Linked DNA regions of Mus musculus: regions 2 and 3 are each linked to region 1. A link is a contact called in public Micro-C and promoter capture Hi-C data. All regions are on one chromosome and are shown on one strand. The core of a region is the stretch at or near the end of the contact, and the rest is flanking DNA. Distances in the headings are between cores, read along the strand shown.

The links. Promoter capture Hi-C pulls out the DNA fragments that hold promoters and counts their contacts. Hi-C and Micro-C count contacts between places; a contact is called where the count stands out from the background.
Region 2: a contact with region 1 is called in a promoter capture Hi-C map of liver, with 2.6 times the contacts expected there. The contact joins the promoter of E130018N17Rik here to the promoter of B4galt5 in region 1. A contact is called at or near these places in 2 of 39 promoter capture datasets (hippocampal neurons and liver).
Region 3: a Micro-C map of embryonic stem cells shows a contact between it and region 1, with 6 times the contacts expected there. The contact joins the promoter of Ptpn1 here to the promoter of B4galt5 in region 1. A contact is called at or near these places in 1 of 484 Hi-C or Micro-C datasets (embryonic stem cells), 1 of 115 datasets of contacts at active chromatin or transcription factors (effector CD8 T cells) and 1 of 9 other capture datasets (pancreatic islet).

What each region holds. Positions count from the first base shown.
Region 1 is chr2:167,347,627-167,350,733 of GRCm38.p6, reverse strand. It overlaps B4galt5 (UDP-Gal:betaGlcNAc beta 1,4-galactosyltransferase, polypeptide 5), which reads left to right and starts at 1,556. Exons shown (of 9, transcript NM_019835.2): 1 at 1,556-1,816. The coding sequence starts at 1,702.
Region 2 is chr2:168,153,102-168,156,208 of GRCm38.p6, reverse strand. It overlaps E130018N17Rik (RIKEN cDNA E130018N17 gene), which reads left to right and starts at 1,696. Exons shown (of 2, transcript NR_040327.1): 1 at 1,696-1,855; 2 at 2,458-3,107.
Region 3 is chr2:167,930,842-167,933,948 of GRCm38.p6, reverse strand. It overlaps Ptpn1 (protein tyrosine phosphatase, non-receptor type 1), which reads right to left and starts at 1,622. Exons shown (of 9, transcript NM_011201.3): 1 at 1,393-1,622. The coding sequence starts at 1,455.

The DNA of each region.
Region 1 (3,107 bases), core at 307-2,806:
GACTAGCCAGCCATCTCTGTTTCCTCTGGTGTTAGTGGGTGCTCTGCATCCCCTCTGTTGATCTTTTAGGTACTGGGCACTGAGCTCTGAGCACATACATAGCAAAACATGAAACAGAATCTCTGTCCTTGTAGAGCACTGGTTTGAGAAACCAAAAGGAACACATACCAAAACATGGCTTTGGAGGTGATGGGAAAGTCGAGGCTTGGAAGTGCACATGACAGTGCAGAATGAGAAATGGGGTTAGTGGTCAAGCCCCGGTGGCAGGCCACTTTTGATTTGAGCCCTTACTTCACAACTTAGACGACTTGCTTCTCTTTCCAGAAGCTTCAGTTTTCTCATCGGTGCAATGGGGCCAAAGTGGGGGTAGGGGAGCCACGATCTCAGGACTTAGAGAGAGGCTGTTACTGGCTAAGAAGCCCTGTTTCTCGGTGTCTTAACATTGACAGTTGTCACCACTGTTCTGTCCTGTAGGATGTGACCTTGTTTGGATCTCTTCTTCTTTCCTGGGATTTTATCCTTGGATTCATTGAAGGCGGATCAAGCCCCTTCTTCCTTCCTTCCGGCTTTTGCATTTGTAGTTCCCCTTAGTGGGACCACTCTTTCTCCACCTGGCACTTTCACATTCTTTTGTGTTCATGCCACCCAGGAAGGAGAGGCTTCCCCCTCAATCTCAGACTAGAGTAGAATGCATCCGAAACATCTTCATGTCTAATTGTTTTCATATCTCTTATCATCATCATCTGTTATATTGATTTTTTTCTTATTCGCATTAATACAGGTTCCCAGAGGAATCTTTGCTCCGTGGAGCATCCCCGGCCCCAGGACCCGTAACTGCCACTTTATCATAAATGGTGTCTGGAATGAATGGATGAGTGAGGGCGAACACGAATGCCCCGGCCTCTGCATCCTTGCTCTGCTGCAGCGGCGGGCTACCTGGCTATTCACACATTGTCCACCACCCCTCGATCCCCGCGTGGGGAGCTCGCACGGGAACCAAGTCGTACTAGCGAGCCGCTTCCTGCCAGCATGGGCGGCGGCCGCTCGAGGATCTTGCGGCTAGAGTGCTCGCGCGTGAACCCCGCCCCGCCCCGCCCCGCCCCCACATCCAGGCCCCGCCCCACAGATGCGCTCCCCGGACTGTAGGCCCTGCCCATTCCCGCCCCCTTGCCTCAGGCCACGCCCTTCTCTCCTCCCCGTCAGGCCTCAGGCTCAGGCTCCCGCAAAATGCTTGTTATGCTCCCGGCCCCGCCCTTATCCCCCTCCCCATCAGACTTCAAGCCCGGTCCCCGCCGGTGTTCTCAGGCTCGCGGAGGCACCCTTAACATCAGGCCCCGCCCTCGTCCGGCCCCCAGTTTAGGCCCCGCCCTTACTCGGTCCCCATCAGGCCTGCCTCAGGTCTGGTACCTCCATCTGCTCCTCAGACTGCGGCCCTTGCCCTCGCCCCGCCCTCAGCATCAGACCCCGCCCCTCACCCCGCCCTCCTAACAGGCCCCGCCCCGCCCGCCTCGCCCCCGCCGCTGAGCTCCTCTGGTCGTCGGCCCCCTCCCGCCTCATGTGGCCCGGCCCGCGGCGGCCGGCGGCTGAAAGCGGCGAGGCGGCGGCGCGCGAAGCCCGGAAGGCGGCGGCCGAGGCCCAGGCGGCGGACCGGAGCGGCGGGAGCGGGGCCCGGGTTGGCCCTCGAGCGGCCGCCGGCTCAGCATGCGCGCCCGCCGGGGGCTGCTGCGGCTGCCGCGCCGCTCGCTGCTCGCCGCGCTCTTCTTCTTCTCGCTGTCGTCCTCGCTGCTCTACTTCGTCTATGTGGCGCCCGGCATAGGTAGGAAGGCGACCCTGCGGCCACCCCACGCCTCTTCCCGCTGCGGCCCGCGCCGCCGCCCCGGCCGACCCCGCGCTCCGTGACTCGCCGTTTCCTGCCGCGCCACCCCGCAGCCCGCCCGCACACGCGGCCTCCTCCCTGACGCAGCCGCCCGCGCCCTCCGCGGCCGCGCGTTGGCTGCCCAGACCCGGCGGGGCTGCGGGCTGCGCGCCCCTTTCCCCTCCCCCCCCTCCTCCCTGGAGCCCGCCGCTCGCCCGCCGCTCATAGCGGACCCGACCTGCTCTGGGGACCGATGGGAAGTTTGAATTGGCCATGGAGGAGGTGCTGTGACAGGGGCCTTGAAGAAGCGGTGCCAGGTGGAAGGGAGGGGGGGGTCGCCCAGAGAAGAAACGGAATGGGTAGCAGTTCTCCAAGGTCCGCCCTTTAGAGGGGGAGACCGCCTGGAGAGAAAACGAGCCCTTCCCGGAACAGACTGGACGCTGATGAGAAGGCAAAGGCAGCGAGAGGGTTAAAGGCAGAGGACACTGAGGTCAGATGTCCTGTATGACCTTGGGCCCTCAGCTTCTCTTCTCTGTAAAATGGGGACACGAATCCCAGCCTTTAAAGGACAGAGGGCCATAAATGCCCTTTAAGCTTTTCTCCCTATAGCGGACGCCCAACGTCTTCGAAATAAATACATACATAATAAATAAATATTCGCTGTTACAGGTAGTTTGGGGGACAGAAGGAAAGAGTTTTAAGGAATGCGACTTGCCTCCCTTAGTGTGGTCTTGGAGTGCTAGTGAAAACTTCAGCCCTTGGTGAAAAATGAGAAGATGCTGTTGGGGGTGGGGCCGAGGGCGAGAATTCTGGATGGTTGGGATGGGTGCCGCTTAGGGGAAGTGCCTTTGAGATCGGAGTAGTAAATGCTGGTGTTCCCTGTTGACCTGGCAACTCTGAACTGGCAGAGAAATTTCCAGAGAAAGAGGGAGAGAGGGAGAGAGTCTCTCCCCTGATTATTTTTTTTTTTAAAGCTTGTTTCACTTGATGTTTAAAGTTGGTGTTTCATGCTGTCAGCCTGACCTGGGAAGATGGAAAAGCTAACTTGAGACTGTCCTCACTGATTTGGTGAGTGGCATTCCACCAGGGATGTATAATTATTGTGGCTTGTTAGGCTTGCTAAGTAGAAGGGCAGGAATTCTGGCTGAACAAGAATAGATAACTAATTAGTGAAATTAATTGAGAAGAGAGCTCATTAGCGAATAGGATATTAGATTCTCACAAAATGAGAGTGAAGTGATAGGTTTAAACC
Region 2 (3,107 bases), core at 447-2,946, 810 kb before region 1:
CTAGGCTTGGTGGCAAGTGCCTCTTACTGGCTGAACCGTCTTGCCAGCCCGGTTTTTGGTTTTCTGTTGTGTTGATACAGGGTCTCACAGAGCCCAGGCTGACCCTGAACTCTCTCTGTGTAGTTACAACTGACCTCCTGCCTTCCTTTCCCTCCTGGTATTGGGGTGTCGGGGTATCAGGCCTACAGTCTCACAGCTGAGCCTATGTTTTGAGAAGACTCTTGTCCCTGCCCTGGAGTTTACCCATCAGGCTAGGCTGGCCAGCCAGTGAGTCCTGGGTCTGCCCGTCTCCTCTCCGCAGTTCCGGGATTACAATAGTGCCATCACTACCAACTGGTTTAATTTTTAGACAAGAGGCTCCTATGTGCCAGGCTGGTCTTGAGATTGCTATGTCACTGAGGGTGACTTTAAGCTCCTGAACCCCCTGTTTTACTTGCCTCGTACAAGGTCATACTTGGTTGCACACCCTGCTTTTGAAATTCGGGGTCAAGGGACAGAGCTCAGGTGCTCAGGCTCCTTAGGCAAGGCCGTTACCTACTGAGCTTGAAGCTCAGGGTTCCTTCTGGAAATTACCACAGATAGCTCAGAGGAGACAGGGTGGACCCCTTGGCCTTGGGCCACTATCCACAGCCATCTTCCATCTGATAACCCAGGACAGACATCGGGCCTTCAAGGGGCATCTGGCTGTGTTGGACAGCTTCCAGGTTGTCACTCCTGGGTTGGATGCTCTTGGGATCCCAGGAGTAGAGGCAGGTTCCATTAATCATGTCACCATACAAGCCCCAGACATCAGAGGACGACACAGATTTGCGAAAAGGAAATTTTGAGTGTGTCCCCACCAAATAAGTTGGGGTGCTTCTCATTATGCCTACACAAACACCCCACCACCACCAAATAAAAACGTCTCACGGTCATAATGAGAATCCAACTGACTCTCCCCAAAGCTTTAACATGAACACAACCATCTGAAAACACAGGTCAGGGCCAATGAGATGGCTCAGTGAGTACAGGTGCTTGCTGCTAAGCCTGACAAATGGTTCCACCATCCTAGGGACTCACATGGTGGAAAGATCCAATGCCCATAAACTGCTCTCTAAGCCAGACAGGGTGGTGCTTACCTTTAATACCAAAATTTGGCAAGAAGAGGCAAGTGACCACCCTGGTCTACAAAACAAGAGTTCCAACCCAGTTGGTCTTACACAAGATTCTCCAAAAAACCAACCAACCAAACAAACAAACAAAACAAAACAAAAACCCAGAAACAATTTGACCTCTTGTACTCTGACCACTACAGGTATGCTTGCTGCCTTGGCATGAGCGTGTACACACACACACACACACACACACAAAAGCATGATTGTGTAGGAGGCTGGGTGCTGGGGAGGTGTGGGACTCGGCCTCCATCTTTGCTTCGGTATTAGCCATCTGTCATGCGGCGTTTTTACCACCAGGACTGCTGAAGGCAGGAAGAGAAAGAAGCCGGTTCAGAGCTGCCAGCAGGCGCCTGGAACCTCCCCTGGCTGCTTTGTGTTTCAGCAAGAGCCCTCCCAGCTCCAGCCAGGCAGGCTCCTCCCCATGGCCCTCCTGGGGCCCCCCGCTGGGGGAGGAGGCCCAGCTAAGCCTCTCTCCTGCTGGCTGGGGGTGGGGAAGGGAGGGACTCCAAGCCTAGCACCCAAGGACGACCCCTACAGGCCAGCCAGGGCAGGGCAGCATTCCCTACAGCCGCCATTTCTTCTCTGTCAGCTCTCTGCTGTCAGACAGAGAGCCAAACAGAGCTGGAAGGTCAGATATCTCTGGAATGTATTGAGCACCTACTGGGTGCACAACCTTGAGGAAGAGCACGTGCCCTCTGCAGGTACTGGAAATGTAACTGGGTAGATGGTAGCCGAGGGATCCTACCCAGGGTCCCTCTGGGACTTCATAGCTGGGGTCAGATCCTTTCGCCCACGTGTCACCATGGGTAGGACAGAGGCTATGGTCCACCCAGACAGAACACAGGCAGGGAGAGGGACACTGTGAGGTCTTTGAGCCTAGAGCTCCTTCCTTGTAAAGTGGAGTCACCTGTCTCTGGAGTTTTTATAAGACGTCAGAATCAGGGGCCAAAGCTAAGAGCTGGGAAGTCTGGGCTGGAGCTAGTACAACCTGATGGACAGATGTCCCTCATTCTATGCATCTGATCTCAGAGGCCTCTGAAGGGGCAGAGCCAGGGGCAGGAGGATTAGGAGTTAAAGGTCATCTCTAGCTAATCTGAGGCTGACCTGAAACTTCTGATCTTCCTGCCTCTTCCTCCCAAATGCTGGGATTACAGGAGTGTACCAGTATACCCAGGCTAAGCCTTGCTGCGGGGCCAACATGCAGCCTGGTCTACATGCCAAGTTCTGGGCCAGCCAGGGCTGCAAAGCAAGACCTTGTTTCAAAAATAAAAAAATGTCTGACGTCCAGCTTTTTCCCAAACAGGAGAATCTGTTCCCGTCTCCCTGCAGTTCCGTCTCATGCCTGCTCTGCTGTGGGCAAAGTGTCCCTTCTGCCACCAGGGCCCCTGACTAGTTTTCCTGGGACCACCTGGCCTCCTGGTCTCTTCTAGCCCTGCTGGATTAAGGTGAAAAGCCAGTCTAGGCCACCATAGCCAGACTGCCTGCTGCATGGACAGCCTCTGCCCTGAGTCCTGGATCCTTCCTTCACTGGAAAGTACCTCTCATGGAGAAAATTCATCAAGGTAAAACCTCATGAACAAGATGTTTTGGCTTGGCAGGAAACAAACAGTGGTTAACAACAAATTAGTGAGCTACTGAGCCTCTGGGCACATGGCGCTGAGGGCAGACCCAGGTTGGCTGCAGACATCAGCTATGGTCTCCTGCAGACCTGAGGGGGCACAGGCCTGGCTCAAAGCTCCCTTCACACGGACTGGAACAGTCTTCAGGTGGGATGCTCTTGTGTGCGGCTTAAGCTCTGGCCTGCTCCTCAGGCTCCGTTCCCCAGAGCCCTGCTCCACTGACCTAAGGCTGGGTTTCTTTTCTCTCCTTTGATTGGACAAGGGGCCCAAACTCCTGAAGTGGGGCTTTCAAGGAGCCCAGAGCTCAGCATGAAATATTTTCAACTGAAGAACA
Region 3 (3,107 bases), core at 373-2,872, 580 kb before region 1:
GCCAATTCATAGACTAGACGTGCAATACAAATGTTACAATTGATCGCTCGACTGACACAGATTACACTAGCTACAAATATCTGCCCCCCAAAAAAGCTGACGAGCACACCGAGGCCCAAGTAAAAAGAACCCTGTCAAAGAATCTGGAAACCAAGGCAACCCCCCAAAAAAGGTTTTGTCAGTCAAGAACACCAAACAACAGCCTGAGGGTGCCTACTTTCCTAAGTGAAGCTCAAAATAGATTTCAATTTCCAGCTGATGGGTCTCACCCGCTGTCTTTTGAACCTAGAAGCTGAAAGCAGAATAAACCGCCTGCTCTCTTTACCCGAGGAACAGGATCTATTTTGCACATGCTTATTTAAGATGCCTGGCGAGTATGGTTAATCCTCACAACCCCCGCACTGACATTTAATCGGAAGATTTGTTTTCTTTAGAGGACTTAGCTGCTTGCAAAGACATCTTTGCATTTTCAATTCACTGTTTCATACATGGCGGGGGGTGGGGGGGAGAACCCTACTTTCATAATACTTTTTTTTTTTTTAATGAACCACCAGAACCCCTCAAGTGGACCGGATCACAGAAAACAGAAACCATCTCAGCTCACGGTCAAAGGATAAAAGACAAAAGAAAGAGGCCATTTGGAGAGGGTCAGGCAGCTATAGGAATGGGTTCTGTGTCCCCCTAGTTAGTCGCCTAACCTCATGGCTTGTCACTCCTTGGTCTATTCAAAGAGCAAGTCTCCTTCCCTGTCGAGCCGCTAGCAGCCCTGCCGGTGATGCCCTAGACAAGGCAGCCCCTTTGCGTACAGTCACCCTCCACCAGAACAGGTCTTTCTCTTCTCAACACTTGTCACCAGATGCAATGATCAGTATTTGAATGTCTGTGTGACTATAGCCTCTCGGGGGGGGGGGGATAGGTTAGGTCTACGGTGGCGTTCAATACACACCAGCTCCAAAGCCTAGCACCGAAGAGACCCTCCAGCTCACGTCTAACAAATGAATGGACAGGAAGGAGTAAGGGGGCTGTCATCCCCGGGCCTCCACCACCGCACACCGAGGCCCGAGGAAGTGAAATGTGAGGGGGCGGGGGTGTCGGCGAGCCCACCCTCCTCCCCAGGAGACAAAGGAAGAGGGCCTGAGGTGGTCCAGTCCAGACAAGGAAGCGGCAGGGGTGTGGACCAGTGGGGACAAAGGGTGGCTGGGCCATGTTGGGGTCGGGTTTGCGGGGGGAGCTCGAAGATGACAGGGACCGCGGAGAGATAGAGGCGAGTGGGGGTGTCGCAGGGGCCGCGAACCCCAAGAGGGGTCTAGGGCGACGAGGATGCGCGACAGGAGTCCCCCGAGCCGGGAGGGTCGGGGAGACGGCGCGGCCTAGGGGCCCCCGGCTCCGCACCTGGTAAATAGCCGCCCAGTTCCCAGCCTTGTCGATCTCCTCGAACTCCTTCTCCATCTCCATGGCGGGACGGGTCGGCTGCCCGAGTTCCCACGGCCGTCCGCCGCGCTAGGCCGCGTCGCTCCGCGTCCCGAAGCCCGTCACCCGCCACCACCGCAGCCCCAAGCTCCCCAGCAGCGGCTTCTGCATGTCAAGCCGGCAGCCGGAAGTACGCACCCCCGCCTCACCGCGAGCTCCGCCCTCTGTACGGGAGGACCAGTCAGCTAGCGAAAAGGCGGCCGGCACTTCCGCGGGGGCGGAGCGGTAGGCGGGGCATCGCGGACGAGGCCCGAACCCGAGGAGCAGACTTGCTGCGCGCGCCGCGTGCGGCTTCCCGGGTTCCGCGCTCCGGAGGGCGCGCGCCCGTTGCCCAAGCGACCCCCGGCGGCGCGCCCACGGCGCGTGGGCCGAGGCGGGACTCGGGGAGTATCCTGAGTTCGAGCCTCAAGCCCGCCGGTTGAGTCAGGCGGCGAGGGCGTGGCCTCGAGCTGGGCGGTTGAGTGGGAGCGGCGTTTCCTGTCCCGGTCTGTTTTTCTTTTTTCTTTTTTTCCTTTTTGTCTTGGTTTTTCCAGACAGGGTTTCTGTGCGTAGCCCTGGACGTCCTCACATTCACTCTGTAGACCAAGACTGGCCTCGAACTCATAAATCCGGCTGCCTTTTTCCCGAGTTCTGGGATTAAAGGTGTGTGCCATCACTTCGGGCTCCGTTCTTTATTTTTAACTCAGGGTCACGATATTCCAGGCTGGCCTCTCACTTGCTGTCAGGCCAAGGATAACCTCTTATTTGCTGTCAGGCGAAGGATGATCCTCTCGCCTCCATCTCCCACGTCTTGGAATCACAGACATGCATTGCGGGGGATAAACCAGAGCTCCGTGCATGCTAGGACCTACTCCGGCCACATCCCAGCGAGCAGAGTGTTCGTTTTAGACAACGAATCACTCTATAGCCCGAGCTGGCCTGGAGTTCACTACGTAACCCAGGCCAGCCTCCAGCTCTGGATCTGCCTGCCTCAGTCTCCGGAGTTTTGGACAGGTGCTAACACCCAGCTGGCCACTCTGCTCTCATGAAACTTGGGAAAGTCCATAAGAGTTTTTACCCTGGCAGAATGAACGGATGGGACATGTGGTGCTAGTTTTCTGTCTTTCTCCAGTATCAAGAAAATCCTGACCAGATGTGGTGGCACTTGCCTTTAAACTCTCCAGGTAGAAGCAAGGGGTCTCTGAGTTCCAGGCCAGCCTGGTCTACATCGTTCCGGGACAGCCAGTTATACAGTGAGACCCCTTCTCAAAACAAAAAAACAACCAAAAGGGAAAAAATCTTCCTTGGGGTTTGTTGGTGACTCATAACCATCCTAACTCTAGTTTCAGGCCGTCTTCTGACCTTCAAGGGCACAGGGTATACATGTGATACCATACTACTGTACATACATGCATACAAAACCATCATACAAATAAATCTAAAAACATGTTTAAAAGAAAAAAAAAATCTTCCTCTCTGATGTCATCTGGGTGCAGATTCTGTGGTTTGTTCAGACTGCCCAGGGTGAGCACTGAATGTTGGTTCCGATGCTTGGGTTCCTTGAAGTATGTGTGAAGGATGGGATTGCCTTCCCTGGGGAAATGTAACTGGAACATGGAGTTGTAAACTTCCATTCTGGGATAGAAAGGGAGACATAG